Regions from separate parts of the Sus scrofa genome. Here regions 1 and 2 are each linked to region 3. Evidence: chromatin contacts called from public HiChIP or PLAC-seq data. All regions are on one chromosome and are shown on one strand. The core of a region is the stretch at or near the end of the contact, and the rest is flanking DNA. Distances in the headings are between cores, read along the strand shown.

Evidence for each region. HiChIP or PLAC-seq counts read pairs in DNA pulled down with a chosen protein or histone mark.
Region 1: an H3K27ac HiChIP or PLAC-seq map of alveolar macrophages shows a contact between it and region 3. The contact joins two enhancer-like sites. A contact is called at or near these places in 1 of 47 Hi-C or Micro-C datasets (embryonic fibroblasts) and 1 of 2 datasets of contacts at active chromatin or transcription factors (alveolar macrophages).
Region 2: an H3K27ac HiChIP or PLAC-seq map of alveolar macrophages shows a contact between it and region 3. The contact joins two enhancer-like sites. A contact is called at or near these places in 1 of 47 Hi-C or Micro-C datasets (embryonic fibroblasts) and 1 of 2 datasets of contacts at active chromatin or transcription factors (alveolar macrophages).

Annotation. Positions count from the first base shown.
Region 1 is chr7:8,693,589-8,696,288 of Sscrofa11.1, forward strand. No RefSeq gene overlaps it. Among named protein-coding and RNA genes, the nearest start is that of EDN1, 57 kb to the right of the region's middle. Within about 2 kb of position 1,318, at least 18 of the 83 cell types and tissues checked have an H3K27ac peak or open chromatin away from gene starts, as enhancers often do. A contact at or near this core is called in alveolar macrophages, where this site is marked.
Region 2 is chr7:8,713,803-8,716,502 of Sscrofa11.1, forward strand. No RefSeq gene overlaps it. Among named protein-coding and RNA genes, the nearest start is that of EDN1, 37 kb to the right of the region's middle. Within about 2 kb of position 1,264, at least 8 of the 83 cell types and tissues checked have an H3K27ac peak or open chromatin away from gene starts, as enhancers often do. A contact at or near this core is called in alveolar macrophages, where this site is marked.
Region 3 is chr7:8,537,052-8,539,751 of Sscrofa11.1, forward strand. The region is part of intron 2 of HIVEP1 (zinc finger protein 40); the gene reads left to right. Among named protein-coding and RNA genes, the nearest start is that of HIVEP1, 23 kb to the left of the region's middle. Within about 2 kb of position 1,325, at least 15 of the 83 cell types and tissues checked have an H3K27ac peak or open chromatin away from gene starts, as enhancers often do. A contact at or near this core is called in alveolar macrophages, where this site is marked.

The DNA of each region.
Region 1 (2,700 bases), core at 68-2,567, 160 kb after region 3:
TTGCTCCAGTTCACACACGAATTCTGAGCTTCCACGACTCACAAAAGGAGATGCTGCCAATCCATTGGCCTTTGTTGTCTTAATGATATTTCATTATTATTTAAAAATACGTCATGAAACATTTCACATATACAAAAAAATCTCAGGTGGTATAATGAAGTTCTTACTGGTGAACTTTCTAGGACATAAAGCAGAGCAGAAAAAGAGTCCATCTTAGGGTCAGGGCTGGGAAGGAGGAGGCAAACAGAAAGCAGTCAACTCCTGGAGTTCCCATCATGGCTCAGTAGTTTACAAACCCGATTAGTATCCATGAGGACACAGGTTCAATCCCTGGCCTTGCTCAGTGGACCAAGGATCTGGCGTCGCCATGAGCTGTGGTGCAGGTTGCAGATGTGGCTCGGATCTGGCATGGCTGTGGCTGTGGCTGTGTCTGGCAGTTGTAGCTCTGATTCAACCTGGGAACCTCCATATGCCTCCTGCGTGGCTCTAAAAAAACCAAAAAAAAAAAAAAAAAGAAAGAAAGTAATCAACTCCTACGCATTATCTCTATCTGTTAGACACAGGGCAATTGGAATTAAGTTTCATGAAAATGTTTATATTCTTGGTTTCATCATTCACCTCTAGGAATCTCTCCTATGGAAACTATTTGAGGAAAATACATTTTTCATTGTGTTGTTATTTATAACCAAAAAAAAAAAAAAAGAGAGAGAGAGAGAGAGAAGGAGTTTAACTTCTTGGATATTAGATTAGTTAAGTAAGTTGTGATGCATCCATGCGATGGAGTTAGGTAGCCCCCATAATCACGGTCTTTGTGGGGTTTTGCGCCTCCATCATCCATTCCGTTCGTACCCTCACCATCCTCTTCTCTATTTAAAAAATTATCTTTCCTTCATGCAGCAAAATATCATGATGTGGACGTCAAAAACAAATTTTATATGCATGCATATATAATGAAAAAAATACAACACTCCTGTTTTTATCTCCCAGGTGAAGGTGTGAAATAGCATTGAACCCCACAATGTAGCCTCTCTAACCGCAGCCCCTGGATAAAGGCTCTCGGCTCCGTGCCTGTCTTTCCCCTCATGTCTTTATTCTTTCATTTGTAGATCCCTCTACACGATAGCTTTCAGTTTCGCATGCTTTTCAGTGTAATGGGGTAATGGTGTCATGACTGTATTTTTTGATACCCGTCTTTCATTTTCCCTTTTCCATCTGCCTCTCTCCCAGTTTCTCTTTCCTTCCTCCTACCCTCGTTTCGTCATTCACACCAGCCTCCAGAATCACAATCACGGAGCGGGGAGGGGTGAGGCGTCAGGTGGAGTTTGGCACAATAAAGCTGCAAGTGGCGGTGCAGCGAGCTGGGATTGAGAGCAGGAGAGCAGACAATGACTTTGCAACATTAAAGACATAGCATGAGAGTCTCCAATTCATCTTTCCCTTCACTGAAGGGTTTAGTAGAAATTCTCCTCTCCGTTCCTTCTCCCCCTTCCCCCCCAACCTCGCTGCCTCTCTTCCCGTCTCCCTACACCTTCCACTGGACATTTGGCAAATCAGTCTCCGGAGTGAAGTCTGTTCTACTTAACAATAAGCCCCTCTTGCAGTTGGAGTCACCAAACCGCACCGTCAGCCGCAGAGACAGCCGTAAACCCTGCTCTCACAGGAGAGCAGCCTGAGCAGGGATTTGATAGAGGGAGTTGAGAATACAATAGGCAGAGTCTGTGATGAGAACAGAAGAGGCTGATGGCTACACACCACTCCATCTTAGTGGGCAAGAGGGTAGCACTCCAGATTTGTCATCGCCTGGGGGTCTGGCAGGGTCATTAGCATGTGCCAATAAGCATGAGAAAGAAACAGAAAATAACCAGTATCTGGGGGGCGCCTGCCTGCCTGCCTCTCTCTCCTGTGCAAACAGCAACTGGGAACTCCGACCTAGCGCCCTCATGGGGGAGGGACAAACCTGGAACAGTTCTGAGGTGATGAAAGAATGAAGCCGTGAAGAGGTAACATTCTGCTCCTGGTCTGAGAAAGAGGAAAGATTCATCTTTAATAATAACAACTGCAAAGGGCACAGTCGTCCAGGTAGAATCCTCTTACACCAGCACCCTGGCAGGTAGAAAGGGGAAAGGGTGGCTGGCACACATGTGTGCATGCGGGTGGCCAAATGGCAAGGCAGGAGTCCAAGGAGAGTTGTCTGAAAGCCCCCAGGTAGACACAGGGTGCAGGTAAGCCTAGCCCCGCCCAGGATCATGGCTCCTTCCGGGATGGCATATTGCAAGCACTGCATCAATGATTCACATCACCTATGAGTATGCTTAGGGATAGATTTATGAACAAAGTTTCTAAGTCGTGCAGAAAAAAAAAAAAAAAAAAGATTGATTTAGGCGAGTGTGGATTTAGTTTAACCAAGCTATTCTGTGCCTTTCTCTAGCGAGGTGAGTCTAGGCTAACATCACTCTGGTTCTTGGTCGTCTCCAGCTCCGAGATGCTCATTTATCCTCTGTGGATGGCAGGAGTGTGTGCAGAAGGTGCTGTAATAAAATACAGCTCTGGAATTTGCTACAGCTTCCCATCAAAAGCCACGCCTTCCTCCCCTCTCTTGGCAGAGTTGCCTCCCGTTGTAGAGTCTGACAAGGGCAGAGAATCATTTTCCTGGTGTATCTGCCAGCTCGCCAGGGCCATGGCTCCCAGTTCTGGCCAAAG
Region 2 (2,700 bases), core at 14-2,513, 180 kb after region 3:
CTTTGTAAGTCAATTGCTATTATGTAACACTGTTCGGTGTTATTTATTTGCATCTGAATAGAATCTAGAGCAGTGCAAAGCAGGTGCTCAATAAACATGAGGTAATTAAATGACTTTTTGGAAATGTCCTGTCCACCGTAAAAGCACGGTACTGATGTTTTTCTCATACTTCTCAGAGCTGACCCTAGTAGCGGGCCATGTTCTAGACCCCTGTTTCTGTGGTGTGCAGGGTTCTGCCCTGGCTGGGTTGCAGGGATCCCTTTCCAGGCCACAGCATCTTCTTGTTTTCTGGGAGCCCATCTCCTCATGTGGATCTAAACCACTGCCCAGCAGACGGCGTATGTAAACACTGTGGCTGAACAGCAAATGTTGGTCCCCAAGAGGGCTAGTCTTATACATTCATAACACATTTTCATGCAACACAGGATGACTGTTCCTGGAAGTGGGAATTGCATTGGTCTAGGAAATTTCAAGGGAGTTAAAGCAAGGGACGATAATAAATACCAGGATTATAGCAAAAAAGGAGAACTTTAGAAGCATTCTCATGAAGAATTCCTGTTTGTACATGTCTTATGGATTGAATGCTGTAACCCTTAAATTCACGTGTGGAAGCCCTAAGCCTTGATGGGACCGTGTTTGGAGATGGGTCTATAAGGAGTGATCAAGGTTAAATGAAGCCGTAAGAGTGAAGCCTTAGTTCTCCTACACAACTTGTCCTTCTAAGAAGAGGAGAAGGCACCAGGGCTCTTTCTCTCCCCACTCCAGCCCCCACCCCTGGGGGCCCCAGAGGGAAGGCGGCATGTGGGTGGAGCAAGAAGGCAGCCATCTGCAACCAGAAAGTGGAATCTAGACTCCTGAACTATGAGAAAACACATTTCTGCTAAGCAACCCAGTTTGTGGTATTTTGTTACGGCAACCAAAGACAAGTGTTGGTACAGAGAATGAGGTGCTTCTATTACAAAGGCTTAAAAATGTGGAAGTGGCTTTGGCACGGGGTGCAGGGTGAGGTCTAGAAGAGTTTTGAGGTGCACGGTAGAAAACGCTTCGGTTGCCTCGAAAGGACTATGGATAGAAATGTAGACATTGAAGCAATTTTGATGAGGGCTCAGAAGGAAAAGGGGCAAGGGGGCTAGAGAGAAAGCCTCTGTCATCTTAGGGAACACATATTTCACCATGAACAGAATGGTGGTGGAACTATGGACCCTGCAGGACGTTCTAATGAAGTTTCAGAGAGAAATGAGGAACAGAGCATCAAAAACTGGAAGAAAGGCAAGCCTCGTGACAAAGCGGCAAAGAACTTGGCTGAATTCTGTTTTCATGTTTTGTGTAACTTAGACCTTGGGAGTGACGTAACTGGATATTTAGCCGAGGAGAGTTCTAAGCACAGTTGAAGACATAGCTTACGAGCTCCTTACTGCCTACAGCAAAATGCAAGAGGACAGAGGAAATTGAAGGAATTGTTAAACAAAAAGGAACCAGAGCTTGACGATGTGGACAATTCTCAGCCTATCCATTTTGCAAAATTGAAGAAGGCACACTGAAGAGATCACGAAAGGTGTTCTTATTCATTTGATAAGGGGATCAGGAGGGGTGTAAACCACGAATTTAATGAGCCATTTTCCCAGAAACCAGGATGGAGATGGGATTATACCACCAGAAACCTTGCCAGCTGGGACCAAATGGAACAGGGAACATAGAAGAGTGAGGCAGTCAGGCCTCTGGGATTCTATAGACTGGACAATAGAGCTATCCAATTGTAAACTTGATTTATCCTTCAAGAAAAGGGAAGAATGGTGCCAAAGGTGACTCAGAGGCCATCAGGATTATCACAGAAGCCTAGGGAGCAGGGCTGGTTCCTCTTTGGTTTCAAAGGTTCTCATTAGCAGGCCAGGGCCTGCCTCTTGGGCAGGGCCGCGACCTAGGCCCATTGTGATGACACTGCTGTCCCAGGAGGCCCGAGAGGATGAGCACCAGGTCAGAGAAGATTATTCTTTTTTTTTCTTTTTAGAGCTGCACCCATGGCATATGGAAATTCCCAGGCTAGGGGTCGAATCAGAGCTACAGCTGCTGGCCTACACCACAGCCACAGCACCAGATCTGAGCTACGTCTGCAACCTACATGACAGCTTCTGGCCATGCTCGATCCTTAACCCACCAAGAGAGGCCAGGGATCGGATCGAACCGAACCCACATCCTCATGGACACCATGTTTTGGTCTTAACCCACCGAGCCACACTGGGCCTCCAAGAGAGGATTCTTCTTATTTTTTTTTTTCCCCTTTGGTTTTTAGGGCTGTACCTGTGGCATATGGAATTTCTCTGGCCAGGGGTCGAATTGGAGCTGCAGCTGCTGGCCTAAACCACAGCCACAGCAACATAGGATCCGAGCCTCAATGACAAACTATACCATAGCTCATGGCAATGCCGGATTCCCGAACCACTGGGCAAGGCCAGGGATCAAATCCGCATCCTCATGGATGCTAGTTGGATTCTCTTCCACTGTGTCACAACAGAACTCCAAGAAGGTTATCCCTGAGCTTTAACATCTAATGGGTTTTGCTTTGCTCAGGACCTGACTCTCCCTCTTTCTGATTTCTCCCTCTGATGTCTATCCCACGTGTGTCTCGTCATTGCATTTTGAAGGCACAGAATTGGTCTGGTTCCACAGCTGGAGAGAAACTTTGCCTAGAATGAATCCTAT
Region 3 (2,700 bases), core at 75-2,574:
GACATTTCCATTCAACCTAAGGGACTTCGTATAGCATTTTTTTCTTCTTTTTTTTGGCTGTGCACACAGCGTGTGGAAGTTCCCGGGCCAGAGACTGAACCTGTGCCACAGCAGCAACCCGAGCCACAGCAGTGACAATGCCGGGTCACTAACTGAGCCACAAAGGAACTCCTTCATGTAGCATTTTTGTAAGGCATATCTTCTGTCAATAAATTTATCTTTTCAAAAGGTCATGGGGTGTCTTTTTTTTCTCGTTCAGTTTTGAAGAGGGTTTTCTGGTTGTAGAATTCTTGGCTGGTAGCTCCCCTTCCCCCCAGCACTCTGCATATCCCATTGCCCTTGGTCCTCGATTGTTTCTGATGAGAAGTCACGTGTTTCTCTGCATGATGGGTTGGTTTTTGCGTGCCGTTTTCAAGTTTTTCCTCTTTGTTTTTGGCCTTCTGCAGCTTGAGCACTGAGTTTAGATTTGGATCTCATTGTGTTTATCCTGTTTGGAGTTCTTAGATATGGAGATCAGTGAGTTTGTCTTTTTTATCAAATTGGGGACATTTTAGGCCATTGTTTCTTCACATATTTTTTTCCACCCTTTTCTCTTCTCCCCTTACATATATGTTGGTAAGCTAGATGTTGTTTCACAGGTCTCGGAGGTTCTGTTTATTTTTCTTTGATCTTATTTCTTTGTTCCTCAGGTTGGTTAATTTCCTTTGAGCTATTCTCAGTTGTCCCAGTTTTTTCTTATGCCAGTTCACATTTGCTGTTGAGTCCCTCTAGTAGATTTTTCTTTCCATTTACTGTACTTACCAATGCCAGTTTCCATTTGGTTCTTTTTTGCAATTTCTATCTCTTGTTGAGATTCTCTATTTGTTGAGTTATTGTCATACTTTAATTCTTTGAACATGATTTCCTTCAGTTCTTCCGATGTGTGTGTGTGTGTGTCTGAAGTCTTGTCCTGTAAATTCCAACATTTGGGAATTCTAGGGATAGTTTCTATTGACTGCCTTTTTCCCTCCTGAGTATGGGTCATGCTCTCTTGTTTATTTTCATGTCTCCAAGTTTTTTGTAGACCTTCTTACATTTCAGGCAATAGTTTGTAGCAACTCTGGATTCTGATTCTTGTCTGCTCAAGAATTGTCATTTCTGTTGTTTGTTTAGTAACTTTCCCAGAGTCAGTCTGTGAAGGCTGTCGCTCCCATATTGCTTGGCTGCTGATGTCTCTTGTTCAACTTGTTTTTTGTCTCTTTTTGTTGTTGTTGTTACTTTTAAGCCTAGCTTCCCAGTGGTTACCCTTGTTGCGACATAATTTTGTGTTCAGCCAAAGACTAATCAGATGTTGACACAGTCAGTAGAGCTTTTGCTCTCTGCTGGTGGATTCATGTAGGGCCGGGGAGGACATTCACATTTCAGGCAATTATTGTGTCTGCCTTGCCTTTTACTTTCAGCTGGCCCCCCTCACATCTTTGTGTGTGCCAATGCCAGCAAGGGATGTTGGGGGAGAGGCATGTGAATCCACTCTGGCATCTCTGATGTGTGTGCAGAATCTCTGGTTAGCCTGGGATATCCATGGAGAGCTGTCTCACCTCCCAGAACTCCTGGCTGATCTGGTCTCTTGCTTGACCCACCATGACCTTATCCTCAGGCTAGTAGGGCCCTAGGCCTGTGTTCTCCCACTAATGGGATTGCCTCTTTAACTGACAGCAGCCTGGATCTAGTGAGTCCAGCCTGGCAGTGGCAGTGAAGCTGTTGGCTTTCTCAGCTGAGCCCCCTCAGTTAAACTGATGGAGCTGAGGGTGAGGGGACCTGAATAGCCCAGAGCGGAAAGGCTGTGGGCATGTGCCGTGCTGGTCTTAAATGAAGTTTGGTGCTTTTCATGAAGACACATTTCTGTGTATGGCTTTCACTGACCTCCAGAGTGCTGAAGCATTTTTCGTTTGTTTGTTTGCAGTTTTGTCTCGCTTTAAAAGTTGTGTTGAGGGAGAGGATTTATTGATGTCTCATTTTGTGATTGCTGCATTTCCTCTGGAAGTGTTGTGAGTGTCCCCCTGTGGCAGGCACGACCCTGGGCCTTGTGTACATCAGGTTGCACAATGCATTTTGGAAAGCTTCTGCTCGACTGCTCATAGATACCCAGTGAGTTGGCTGAAAATCGAGTTGCTTTTTAAAAGATACGGAAAAGTGGGAGTTCCTGTCATGGCTCAGTGGTTATTAAGCCCGACTAGTATCCATGAGGACCGGGGTTCAATCCCTGGCCTCGCTCAGTGGGTTAAGGATCTGGTGTTGCCTTGAGCTGTGGTGTAGGTCACAGACATAGTTTGGATCCCATGTTGCTGTGTCTGTGGTATAGACCAGCAGCTACAGCTCCGATTTGACCCCTAGCCAGGGAACCTCCCTATGCGAAGAGTGCAGTCCTAAAAAGACATGCATACATACATACATACATACATACATACTAAGGAAAAGTGAGGAGTTCCCATTGTGGCTGAGTGGGTAAAGAACCCAACATAGTGTCCATGAGGATGTGGGTTCCATCCTCATCTTGCTCAGTGAGTTAAGGATCTGGCATTGCCAGAGGCTACAGTGTAGGTCACAGATGCATGCAAGGATCTGGCACTGCTATGGCTTTGTGTAGTCTACAGCTGCAGCTCCAGTTCAGCTTCTAGTCTAGGAACTTCCATATGTTGCAGGTTCAGCTGTTAAAAAAAA